3 separate regions of the Sus scrofa genome follow, and regions 2 and 3 are each linked to region 1. A link is a contact called in public promoter capture Hi-C data. All regions are on one chromosome and are shown on one strand. Each heading gives the region's core, a stretch centred on a gene start, on an enhancer-like site or on the middle of the called end of the contact. The rest is flanking DNA. Distances are from core to core; before and after follow the strand shown. Region 1 holds the start of OTUD3 (OTU domain-containing protein 3). Region 2 holds the start of CAPZB (capping actin protein of muscle Z-line beta subunit). Region 3 holds the start of PQLC2 (PQ loop repeat containing 2).

What was found. Promoter capture Hi-C pulls out the DNA fragments that hold promoters and counts their contacts.
Region 2: a promoter capture Hi-C map of liver shows a contact between it and region 1, with 4 times the contacts expected there. The contact joins the promoter of CAPZB here to the promoter of OTUD3 in region 1. A contact is called at or near these places in 2 of 5 promoter capture datasets (both in liver) and 2 of 47 Hi-C or Micro-C datasets (embryonic fibroblasts and omental adipose tissue).
Region 3: a contact with region 1 is called in a promoter capture Hi-C map of liver, with 2.5 times the contacts expected there. The contact joins the promoter of PQLC2 here to the promoter of OTUD3 in region 1. A contact is called at or near these places in 1 of 5 promoter capture datasets (liver), 2 of 47 Hi-C or Micro-C datasets (embryonic fibroblasts and liver) and 2 of 2 datasets of contacts at active chromatin or transcription factors (alveolar macrophages and skeletal muscle).

The regions. Positions count from the first base shown.
Region 1 is chr6:78,239,379-78,243,197 of Sscrofa11.1, forward strand. OTUD3 (OTU domain-containing protein 3) reads left to right here and starts at 2,226. Exons shown (of 7, transcript XM_021095472.1): 1 at 2,226-2,598. The coding sequence starts at 2,378.
Region 2 is chr6:77,911,118-77,914,645 of Sscrofa11.1, forward strand. It overlaps CAPZB (capping actin protein of muscle Z-line beta subunit), which reads right to left and starts at 1,500. Exons shown (of 9, transcript NM_001113444.1): 1 at 1,396-1,500. The coding sequence starts at 1,398.
Region 3 is chr6:77,760,482-77,764,272 of Sscrofa11.1, forward strand. It overlaps PQLC2 (PQ loop repeat containing 2), which reads left to right and starts at 1,380. Exons shown (of 9, transcript NM_001243851.1): 1 at 1,380-1,427. It overlaps AKR7A2 (aldo-keto reductase family 7 member A2), which reads right to left and starts at 1,128. Exons shown (of 7, transcript NM_001243822.1): 1 at 795-1,128. The coding sequence starts at 1,122.

The DNA of each region.
Region 1 (3,819 bases), core at 976-3,475:
TTGTTTTATTATAGGAAATGTGCACTCCCCACAGGCTTTGTTTACTGTAGGAAATTCGAATCTCTAGCCCACTCCTCAACTGATAGAAAAGGAATGAGAGGAATGGTGACTTAATCTAAGGAAAGAGAAGGACAAAGAAACCATAAAACTTATGGAACATTTCCAACTCTAAAAGCCCTATTGGACAAGGACTAATATAGGTAATTGAACAAAGCCAATGGGAGAAAACCGCATCTTTCTGGACCCCACTTTGGTACCCTCGCCACATTTAAGGAATAAAAACCCCCATAGGACAATAAAGAAGGGGGCTCTCCTCCCCCCTCCCAGCTGTCTTGGGAGCTATTTGCTTTCCTTTAGTAAAGACTTTGCTTGCTTGCTGCCTGTGTGTTCTCGGAGTTCATTCTTTGACTACCGTGAACGAGAACCCGGATTCTGGTATCATCTTTCTGGTATCAGTGGTTCAAGGGTGGGGATTGCTGGTAAGGATCAGGTCGTGTTCGGGGCCTGTATTCCTTTTTTTTTTTTTTTTTTTTAGGGCTGCACCTGTGGCATGTGAAATTTCCTGGCCTACACCACAGCCACAGCATCACTGGATCTAAGGAGTATTTCCAACCCATGCCACGCTTACACTGGAGCCTTAACCCACTGAGTGAGGCCAGGGATCAAACCCGAATCCTCATGGATACTGGTCAGGTTCTTAACCAGCTGAGCCACAATGGGAACTCCTTCTGTGATTTCTTTAAAATACTGGTTCTTAACCAGCTGAACCACAATGGGAACTCCTCCTGTGATTTCTTTAATCTGGCCTTGGGGGGGGGGTGTCTCCTGATGAGTTTCTGTGATTCTCAAAGTTATCAAACAGTGACCTCCTTTCCGGAGTGAAGGATGCTTCATCAAGCAGTTAACGGCTTCCATTAGTTGGGGCTTTTTTTTTTTTTTTTTTTCTTTTGTCTTTTTAGGGCCACACACATGGCATATGGAAGTTCCCAGTCTAGGGGTCCAATCTGAGCTACAGCTGCTCCTAAGCCACAGCCACAGCAACACAGAACACCAGTGGTGTCTGCGACCTACACCACAGCTCATGGCAACACTGAATCCTTAACCCAGTGAGCGAGGCCAGGGATCAAACCTGGGTCCTCATGGATACTAGTCAGGTTCATTAACTGCTGAGCCACGATGGGAACTCCCAGTTGTTTTTAGTTCAGTGGGATAACTCAAAGATATTGTTATGTATATTCCCTGAAGAGGAACCAGGATCCTGCCCCAAGGCTGCACTATTGTTTCTTTTTTCTTTCTTTTTCTCTCTCTTTTTTTTTTTTTTTTTGCTTTTTAGGGCCGCACCCGCGACATATGGAGGTGCCCAGGTTAGGGGTCTAATCAGAGCTACAGCTGCTGGCCTGCGCCAGAGCCACAGCAATGCAGGATCCGAGCCGTGCCTACCACCTACACCACAGCTCATGGCAACACGGATCCCCAACCCACTGAGCAAGGCCAGGGATTGAACCCACAACCTCATGGTTCCTAGCCTGGTGTTATAGTGAGCTGTGGTGTAGGTCACAGACTCGGCTCGGATCCCACATTGCTGTGGCTGTGGTGTAAGCTGGCAGCTACAGCTCCGTTTCAATCCCTAGCCTGGGAGCTTCCACATTCCTCCAGTGCAGCCCTAAAAAGACCAAAAAAAAAAAAAAAAAAAAAAAAAAAGAAAAGAAAGAGGGACCAGGACAAAGGAGAAGAGGGTATTATGCAGGAGAGAGGGGATTACTGACGGAGTTAGCTTCCAGGGTAGGTGGATGTCGTTTAGGGTCACCCATCAACCCTGGTTTGCTTGGGGCTGTCTCTGCTCTAAAACTGAAAGTCCTGCGTCCCTGGAAGACTCTTAATCCGGGCAAACCTAGATTGGTCACTTCAGAGTGGAATCAAAATTACAGAGGAGACAGTGTTCTGGACAAGGGCTACCTCTCCCTGCGTTATGAGCGAAGGTAGAGAGGTAGAGAGGGACAGGATTAAATAAAGTCCACGGGCTTTAAAGCAGTGATCGATCTCCTTGACCTTTTCCTGTTGCGCTCTCTTTTGGGTCCAACTGGCTCCTCACTTGGAGTACCACCCACCGCTAGGGGGAGGAGCGGAGCAAACAAAGACGGGTGCCCCTCTAGCTCTCTCAGGAGTGCTCTCTATGGCTCCTGTTCTCCTAGCCGGGGCGGGGGTGGGGGGCGTTCTGTCACGTGACCAGGTACCCAGAGCCGGCGCAGGCGCGGTCGCCGCGTCCCCGTCGCCGGGCTCTGTCGCCCGCGCCGCTTCGGGTTTTAGGCACTTGAGGCGGCTGCCTGACGGTCCTGCGGCTTTTCCTCTTACCGCTGCGGGCCGCAGGGCCAAGGCCATGTCCCGGAAGCAGGCGGCGAAGAGCCGGCCGGGCAGCGGCAGCCGGAAAGCCGAGGCCGAGCGCAAGCGGGACGAGCGCGCGGCGCGCCGGGCCCTAGCCAAGGAGCGGCGGAACCGGCCGGAGTCCGGCGGCGGCGGCGGCTGCGAAGAGGAGTTCGTTAGCTTCGCCAACCAACTGCAGGCCCTGGGGCTGAAGCTGCGGGAGGTGCCGGGGGACGGGTGAGGCGGGCCCGGGAGCGCGTAGGGGCGGTGGGGCGCTGCGCTTGGCGACTGTCGCGGGTTCTCGCCTGCCCATTCATCGGGCGGCCCAGAACGCCAGCCCCTTCCCAGTGCTGGGGGGTCCAGCAGCGAGCGAGGCGGCCAGGCTCCTCCCCTTGAGATGCTCGAGTAATCCCCAATTGCCTTGATAGTGGCAAAGGCCCCAAGCAAACAGTAAAGGGGTCCGGAGAGCCCCGTTAGATCGATGTCCAGGAAGGCTCCCCTGAAAGGTGACATTTAAGCTGAGATCTGAAGGAATGAGATGGAGCCAGTCAGTCGAAGAGCTGTCATAATGACGATCTTTTAGAAAGCGGTGCAAGCCCCGGTTGGTATAACGCTTGGCCTCCTTTGAGTTCTTATTACTGTTGGGTATTGCCCTCCTTTTACACTTGGGAAATGAGGTCTGTGAGGGCCTCTTGTTTACTGAGCTGAAAGCAGCTTCTCTAATTCTTACCTTCGTGGGCTTCAGTTTTTCCTCTGTAGGCAACCACACTTCCCCAAGCTTGCTTGGGCTTTAGACTGGAATCCAGTTTATTTAGAGAATATGGGATGAATAAATGGGATGGGAGGAAGGGAATGAGGGAGGGAAGGAAAAATGGCCTCAGAAAAGGGGATGTGGACCCAGGAGCATGGAGGGCAAAAGGAAAAGTGTAGGGGAGATAAATTAGCATCCCAGTGTAGGGATAGATAAAAGGAGTCTGGTTGCCAGAGTTTGTCACTCTGGAAGAGACAGAATTAACAGCCCAGCTGTCATTTGGGGGCTCAGATAGGGCAGAGGGAAGAATAAAATGAAGCTGAAGACCATGCAGAATTGCCTTAGCTGTTAGGCATGGACGTGGGGGAAGAAAGTATTTCTGGATTTCACCTTATATTGCAAGTATTTTCTGGCTTTCACCTTATGCTAATCAAAACTGTTTATAACTGTTTATAATTGTTACTGGCTGTAGGTTACCTTTTCCACTTTTCCTACGTATGCACAGTGCTTCAGGCAGGTTGGATTTAGAGCTTGATTGCAGTTTATTCACCACCACCTGGCACAGTGTCTGATACTCAGAAGGCATTCATAGCATTTTTTTTTTTTAAATGGCTGCACCCACAGCATATGGAAGTTCCTGGGCCAGGGCTGAATCTGAGCTGCAGCTGTAGATCCCTTCACTCACTGAGCTGGGCCAGGGATGGGAC
Region 2 (3,528 bases), core at 250-2,749, 330 kb before region 1:
AGGGAGGGTAGAGGGCTCACGTGTCAGGGTCTAGGTGAAACCTCTGGCCAGTCGGAGCGCCCCCAGAGCACCTGCCCTCATTACCAAAACAAACAGCACAGGCCGAGCGAACTCTCTCCCTCGGAGTCTGGCTCACCTGATCCGTGGCACCTCCATAATCAGCAGTTCCAACCCTCACGAGCTGACAGTTGAGGGGGAAAGGGAGGCTGCGCCTGCTAGGGTGCATCGTGTCCGGGCCGTCTGGTGGCCTCAGAGCCCGGGGGCCCCCAAGGGCGGCAGCCTCACAAGGGCGATTGTGCGTTCATCCCTGTGCCGCCGGCTCCCCCACCCACATCCCTTCGCACCCGCTCACGCCCCATCGCCCTGGACCCTGGTCGTCCGGCCGGACGCTCCGCCAGTACCGCACCCCGCGGCACCGAGGCGGCGGCCAGGGGAAGGGCCCGAAGAGCGCCCCGCTGCCTTCCGGGCACACGGATGCCCGCCCTGCCCTCGCTCGCTCCCAGGAGGCCTCCCAGAAAAGGGGCACCCCTCCAACCTGATACGGCACAGCCCCGGGACCCCCATCCCCACCCGAGCTGGAGAGCCGCTCTCGCTTCCCAGTGGTAGCAAAGAAGGTTCGCCCCAGGTAGAGGCGAGGGGACCACCTGGGTAGGGAGCAGGGCCCAGGAGGGAGGGTAAAGCCCAGGAGAGAGCGGGGCTGACGCAAGCTACGCCAAGAGTGGTGAGAAGTCCGGAGAAGAGAATCGGGGCGGGGGACGGGGGACGGTGTGACGTCCAGGCCGGGGCCAGGGGTGGAAAAGAGGGGTCCAGACTTAAACCACGGCGGGAAGAGAAGATTTAGGCTGAAGTCATGCAGGAGAGAGGAACCAATGTGGGCTGAGGCCACTGGAGGACGGGTTAACGGGGGTCTGGACTGAGGTCACCGAGAAGAGGGGAGGTAGGGGACAGAGGCCTAGCCAGGGCTATGGGAGGAAATAAAGACGGCCTAGCTTGGGCCGTAGGGACGGGGGATGGGGACCTGGCCTGGGCCAAGAGGAGAAAGAAGGACCACGCCTGGGTCCTTGTAGGGGGTGCCTGGCCTGGACCACGGGTCCAGGAGGGTCTACCCTGGGCCATGGGGGAGATTAGCCTACACCCAGCGGTGGAGTATGAGACGCTAGCTTGAGCCAACAGCGGGGGCTAGGAGCAAGAGGCAGAGTCGCTGCACACCTAAGCCGCCCAGGCCGGTGGCCCCTTCTGGAGCGGATGAGGATGGTGTCTACCTGGGCTCCGGGACCTCGCCCCTCCCCCACCCGGTGAACCCACCCTTCCCGGGCCGGGGGTGGGCGGGAGGAGGGGGACGCGAGCTCCAGTGGGGCTCCCAGGCCTGGGGGAAGGGGAGCGTCGGGCCTTTACCATGGTGGCGGCGGCGGCGGCGGTCCCGTCCCGGCGTCTGTGGCTCTCCCCCCCGCAGCAGGGCCCGGCGCTTCCACTTCCCCGGGTGCCCAGGAGTGAACATCCGGGTCAGCGCCCCCCTCCCCCCGCGCCGGGCCGCCGCCACCTTCCTTCCCCGCCCCGGCCCAGCCTGGGCCCGCCCCCCACGCAGCCGGCTCTCGGCCAATGAGCGCGCAGGGCCGCGGCGATCGCCAAGTATGGAGCTCGGCGAGGGGGAGGAGCAGAGAACGGGGAAGTGAGGGGCGGGGCTTGCGAGCGGGGCGGGGCGCAGCGGTCGGCGGGACGGGTGGGCGGGTCCGGGGGTCCTGGGGAGGGTACTCACTGCAGCTCCGGCCCCGAGCGGCCTTCTGCGTGTAGCCAGATCCAACCCGGGTCCTGTGGGTGCAGCTGCGGGTGGTGGCAGAGGGACGGTGCCCGCAGGCCTCCGGGCGAGGATGCGGAAGGCACTGGGGCTGGGAGGGGTCAGTCCCTCCCCGCCCCACCCAGTGCACGCGCTTGCTCCTGCGGCGGACCCGGAACTGGTGCGGCCCGCGGAGCCAGCCCTTCCCTGAGAGAGCGTAGTGAGCGAACCTCAGATGGAATCCCAGCACTGCCGCTTGTTCCGTGTGGGACCTGGAGCAAGTCACTGCACTTGAGCCGGATCTCTAAAAAATCAGCCTCAGGTCACACCAGTCACTGAGCACCGGCCGTACGTATACAGGCCGGTATACCAGGTGACATGTAAAGATGCTCTCACAACTACCTGCTGCAGGAATGATATTAGGACGACACAGTAGAAATTAGAAAACCCGGCCCAATAAATGTTACATGTTGAGGGTATTTTTAGATGTGCTGCAGAGAACCCACCCATTTGCCCAGTAGGGCTACCTCATTCCACGGTGACTCAGAAATTCTTTTTTTTCTCTCTCTCTCCTTCTTCATTCAACAAATATTTATTAGGCCTGGTCTAGAAGGCAGGAGACCTGGGACGCTAGCCCTGCTAATAATAACTGCCTTCCCTAGCTTGCTCTCTCTTTTGTGAGATTTAAATCAGGCCCCTATGAGAGGACTAAGTGTAAAGTGTTGCACGAAGGACAGAAATGAGGACCACAAACCAGGCTGTGACCCAGACCCCCATCCTCAGGTAACTCATAGTGGAGGAACAGCTGCCACTGGCATAAAAGTAGTTCAGCTAAGTCCCACAAGAGTGATACAGACCTGTATTACAGGAATTCAGAGAAAGGGCGTGGCACTTTGGAATTTTCACTTGGTGTAAGTATTTATTGAGCATCTACCCTGTAAGGAGCACTGCTCTGGGCTCTAAGTTTAGAGCAATGAACAGGACAGTCCATGTTGTTGCAGAGCTTGGACCAGGGGAAGGGGAGACAATCAGCTACTAAATAGATACAGTGTCAGGTGGTGATTAGAGATGTGGAGGAAAATCAGAGGGAGGCAGGCAGATGAACAAAGTGGGGCCAGAGGAGGCCTGATTTAGAAAGTAACACTTGATCAGAGGGAGGCACAAGGAACAGCAAGGGAAAAGAGCTCATGGGGACAGGCCCTGGGGTGTTCATGGCCCAAGGAGGCTGAGGTGGCTAGCCCAGAGCCAAGGCAGCTGAGGTCAGAGAGGTGCAGCGCAGGGACCAGATCTGGCCTGGCCTTTGCAAGGATCCGGAGGCTGCTGTGTTCTGAATGGACTGTAGGGGGACTAGGGCTATTAGAAAGCCATTTCTGTATCGAAGGCATTTTTTATTTATTTAAAAACACTTCTGTGGAACTTCCTATGTGATGCTGTTAAGCACTTTGCAAATAATAACTCATTTAATCTTCATAACAAAGGCCTGAGGAGGTAAATGCAAGGGAGATGCAAATGCTTCGTGGGCATGAGAAGAGGAAAGGAGTCAGGATGATGCTAAGATTTTTAGCTTGATTAACACCAGAAGGATTTGCCATTTATTCATCTGTGGAAGGCTGTGGGAGGAACAGGGGTTTGGGGGGGGTTGGGGGGTGCTGTTAAGAGTCAGTTTGGGGCTAGTGATGTTTGAGATGCCTTTTGGAGGTTTAAATAGAGATGTCAAATAATCAGATAGGAAAGTTCGAAGTTGGTGATACGTT
Region 3 (3,791 bases), core at 130-2,629, 480 kb before region 1:
TTCCTCTTCTGGGCTCCCCGACAATCATTTGCTTCAATGTTCCCTACTATCCTCTGAGCTCCTTGAGGGTGGCTTAGTCACATTCCCTCCTGCAGGCCCCTAAGAAGCCTGGCACAGGGCTATAGGAGTGGTTACCCACTCCCTCCCCACTCCCTACGTTTTACCCCGACATCCCTGCTCCCCCAATCCAGCCTAGGGCAGGACTGCAGCTCTCCCTGAGAGGGCCAAGGAGAACTGTCAACTGAACCGAGCAAAGTCTAGGAACAGATCAAAGACTGGGAGAAGAAAAGTTGCTCGGGGAGCGCCTAGGCGGGGAAAGAAGGGCAGGAGAGGCTAAGAAGAGCGCTTAGACACAGGTTATAGGCACCTGGCAGGGCTGGAGGTGAGTATGGAATAGTTCTGGAGACGAGGGCGGCAGAAAGGTGCACAAAGAAAGCAGCGCGGGTAGGAAGCGAAGAACTTGATCAGGTTGAGGGTAACACACCTGGGGGTTACAGAGGTGCAGCCTCCAGGGGAAGGTGAAGAGAAGGGGAAGGTGGTCAGGACAAAGCGCTGCTCAGCTATCCAAGCCTGGATGTGCAGGGGGCTTGCGGAGCGGTGGGTGGGGGGGGGTGTCACAGAGCTGTTGGGTGGCCAAGGGAGGTCGGCGCCCCGGAAGCGGGGACGAAAACTGCCGGTCCTGACCACGGCCCGTGAGCTTACTGGGGTTGGGTTAGCGTCCTGCTGTTGCAGGGTCTGAATTGCAGGGTTCAGTGGGGAGGACCAGGGGTGGGGGCGCAGGCGCCAGGAGTTACCTCTGCAGTCGCCGCCGCCCAGCCCGAGCCCCAGGCCGCCCAGGATGCTCTCGGACTGGCCGTCGCTGTACATGAAGGCAGTGTCCAGCTCAGTGTAGCCGCGCTGCAGGAAGGCACGCACGGCCGCGGCGCTGGCGGGCGCGTCCATGCGGCGCCCCATCTCCATGGTGCCCAGAACTGTGGCGGGTCGGGCTGGGGAGCCCGAGGTGGCCCGCAGGGGCCGGGACATGACGGCTGCGCTAGCGGCGGGGCGAGCCTCGGATTGTCTGGGGCGACGCGAGCTGCGGACGGCAGCACGAGCCACGGCTCGAGACACGGCGTTCAGCATGAGATCGGCGCCTGCGCGCTGGGGTGCCTCGAGCCCCGCCTACCCACGGCGGGGGAGGAGCCCCGGGAGCCTTAAGGGAGCAAGGACAAGCGCCGCTGCGCCCCCCCACGCACGCTCGGCTAGCGCGCCACTCCTCCAGGGACCGTCCACAAAGTGCGCGGCTCCAGAGGCGGAGCCGCTCAGCTCCCAGGCGGGGAGGCGGGAGGAGGGAGGCGGGGGCCGGCGCGGGGCGGCGCTTCTGGTCAGCCGACCCAGGCAGGAGAGGCAGAACCCAGGAGCCGGGCGGCGGGGAGGATCTAGACGCGGTAAGCCGAATTTGAGGCTGGGGCCGTGGGTCAGAACTCCGGGCCTTCCCTGCCACATCTTTCTAACACCCTCTTCCGGCCCCTGGACGGTTCTGGGGTCCCCGTTCCCCCTTTGGGGCGCAAGATTCTGGAGCGAGGCTCTGGGCGAGATTGGGAGGCCCTGGGCGGCCCAGGTCCCCCTCTCAGGGGCGACCAGCATAACCTCTGGGACCGACCTGGCCAGGGGTGGGGTATGGGTTCCCTTTTCACTTCCTAATCCCGGCCGACGGGCCCCTTCGCTCCTGATGGCTTTGTTTTCCCCAGGGCATGCCGGAGGAGGGGGCCTCGCGGCAAATGAGCGCTGACCACAGCGGCTGCCCTGTCATTATCCCCGCCAAACAGGTGGCCCGTGCTGGGCTGAGTCACTAGGAGGGTGTTGTGACCGAGCACCTGGAGGGCTGGAGTGGGTGGTAGCTCCAAACCGGGACGATTGTCCCCTCCCACTCCACGCCTAGGATAGGTCTCCAAACGTGTGCGTGGCGAGTCCACCGTTTGGAAGTGTGCGGACGGGTGCATTCTTATCTATTCAGTGTTTATTGAAGCCTGCGGTTTGCCAGGGGGCGGGGGGGAGGGGGAGGAAGAGCTCCGGCCAGAACAGAATAAAAGCCATCCCAGGTTATCCCACTGAGTGCTTGACCTGTGCTCAGGCACCCTTCTCATCGCTCGGCCTGGATTATCTAAACTCTGCGGTTAACCTGCCTCATTGCCCCCTTTTTACGGATTGAGAGTCTGTGGCTCAGTCACCAGCTCAGGAGTTCTAGGAGTAGGCATCCGGCAGGCCAGTTCCAGAGTGCTTTCTTCTTAACCCTAGGCCATCCATGCTCACAGTGGTCCTTCTTGTCTCCCTCCCTCCCTCTCTCCCTCTCTGTTTCTGAGCCTTTCCTGCCTAGCTGATGAGTCTAGGCCCTAAGAAGAAGCTTATGGAACGGAGAGGAGTGAGCAGCGGTGGCTGAGGAATGTGAAGATCATTCTTCAGGTGTGGGAACGAGGGTAGGGGAAGAGGTGACAGGAGCTGTAAGGTGACAGCTCCTGTAAGGCCCCGTCCAAGAGGGCAATTTAGAAATGGGTCTTAATATCTTTTTACCATGCCCTCCAGGGGGAGAGGACATGCCTGGGGGAAGAGGCAGCTGGAACAGAAGTCTGGAGGTCTGGGAATGACTGTCTGAAGATCTGGAGGGAGGAGGCAGGAGACGAGGTGGGGAGGGCAGTTCTGGGAGTACCCTTGGGCTCAGTCTCAAGGAATTTGGACTTACCTGGTAGGTAAAGATGGCTACTCAAGCAGCTTTGGTAGGGAGTATCTGTTGGACTCAGCTTGGAATCTGGAAGAGGAGCTTGGCTATGACAGGAGATGCCTTTTCTTCCTTTTTTTTTTTTTTTCCTTTCTTTCTTTCTTTTTTTTGTCTTTTTTTTTTTTTTTTTTTTTTTTTTTTTTTGTCTTTTTAAGGCCACACACACAGCACATGGAGGTTCCCAGGCTAGGGGTGGAATCAGAGCTGCAGCTGCCGGCCTACACCAGAGCCACAGCAACTTGGGAGCCAAGCTGCATCTGCGACCTACACCACAGCTCCACGGCAATGCCAGATCCTTAACCTATGGAGTGAGGCCAGGGATCAAACCCGCATCCTCATGAATTCTAGTTAGGTTTGTTAACCGCTGAGCCATGACAGGAACTCCAAGATGCTTTGCTTAAAGGGCCGCCATGTACGCCAGCATCTGCTGGAAGAGCTCCTTAAACCCAAGGTCCCTGATCCGCAGTCCGGACACATTGATCCTGAATTCAAACATGTCCCCTCCCAGATTCTGAGACACCCCAGCTGTGGTCCTTGTCAGACCTACCGACCTGGTCTACCTTTGTTGCAAGCCTGGACATCCATTCACTCAGTACTGTTGGACCAGGAGCGGGCTTGTTCTTGGAAGCCAGGCCTGGATTCCTAGTTGGGTCAGAACCTACGGGTGATGAGCCCTAGGCGCAGCCACCCTCAGAGGAAAGCACCTTCTGTCCAGGGCTCAGGTGTGTCTCAGAGTATTCTGAGCCTCTAGCTGCACATGGGCCCTATGTGTGGACAGGGGACCTCCCATTCAGTGCCCCGAACACTGTGAGCCGAGGTACGTCCTTCAAGATGCCACCTTCCTCACTGGGTGTGTATCCCCCCTTCTTTCTTCCCTAACCCGGTGAAGAGAAGGTGTGAGGAGTTCCCATTGTGGCTCAGTAGGTTAAGAACCGGACATAGGGTCCATGAGGATGCAGGTTCCATCCCTGGCCTCACTCAGTGGTTTAAGGATCCAGCATTGCCCTAAGCTGCAGCATAGGTTGCAGATATGGCT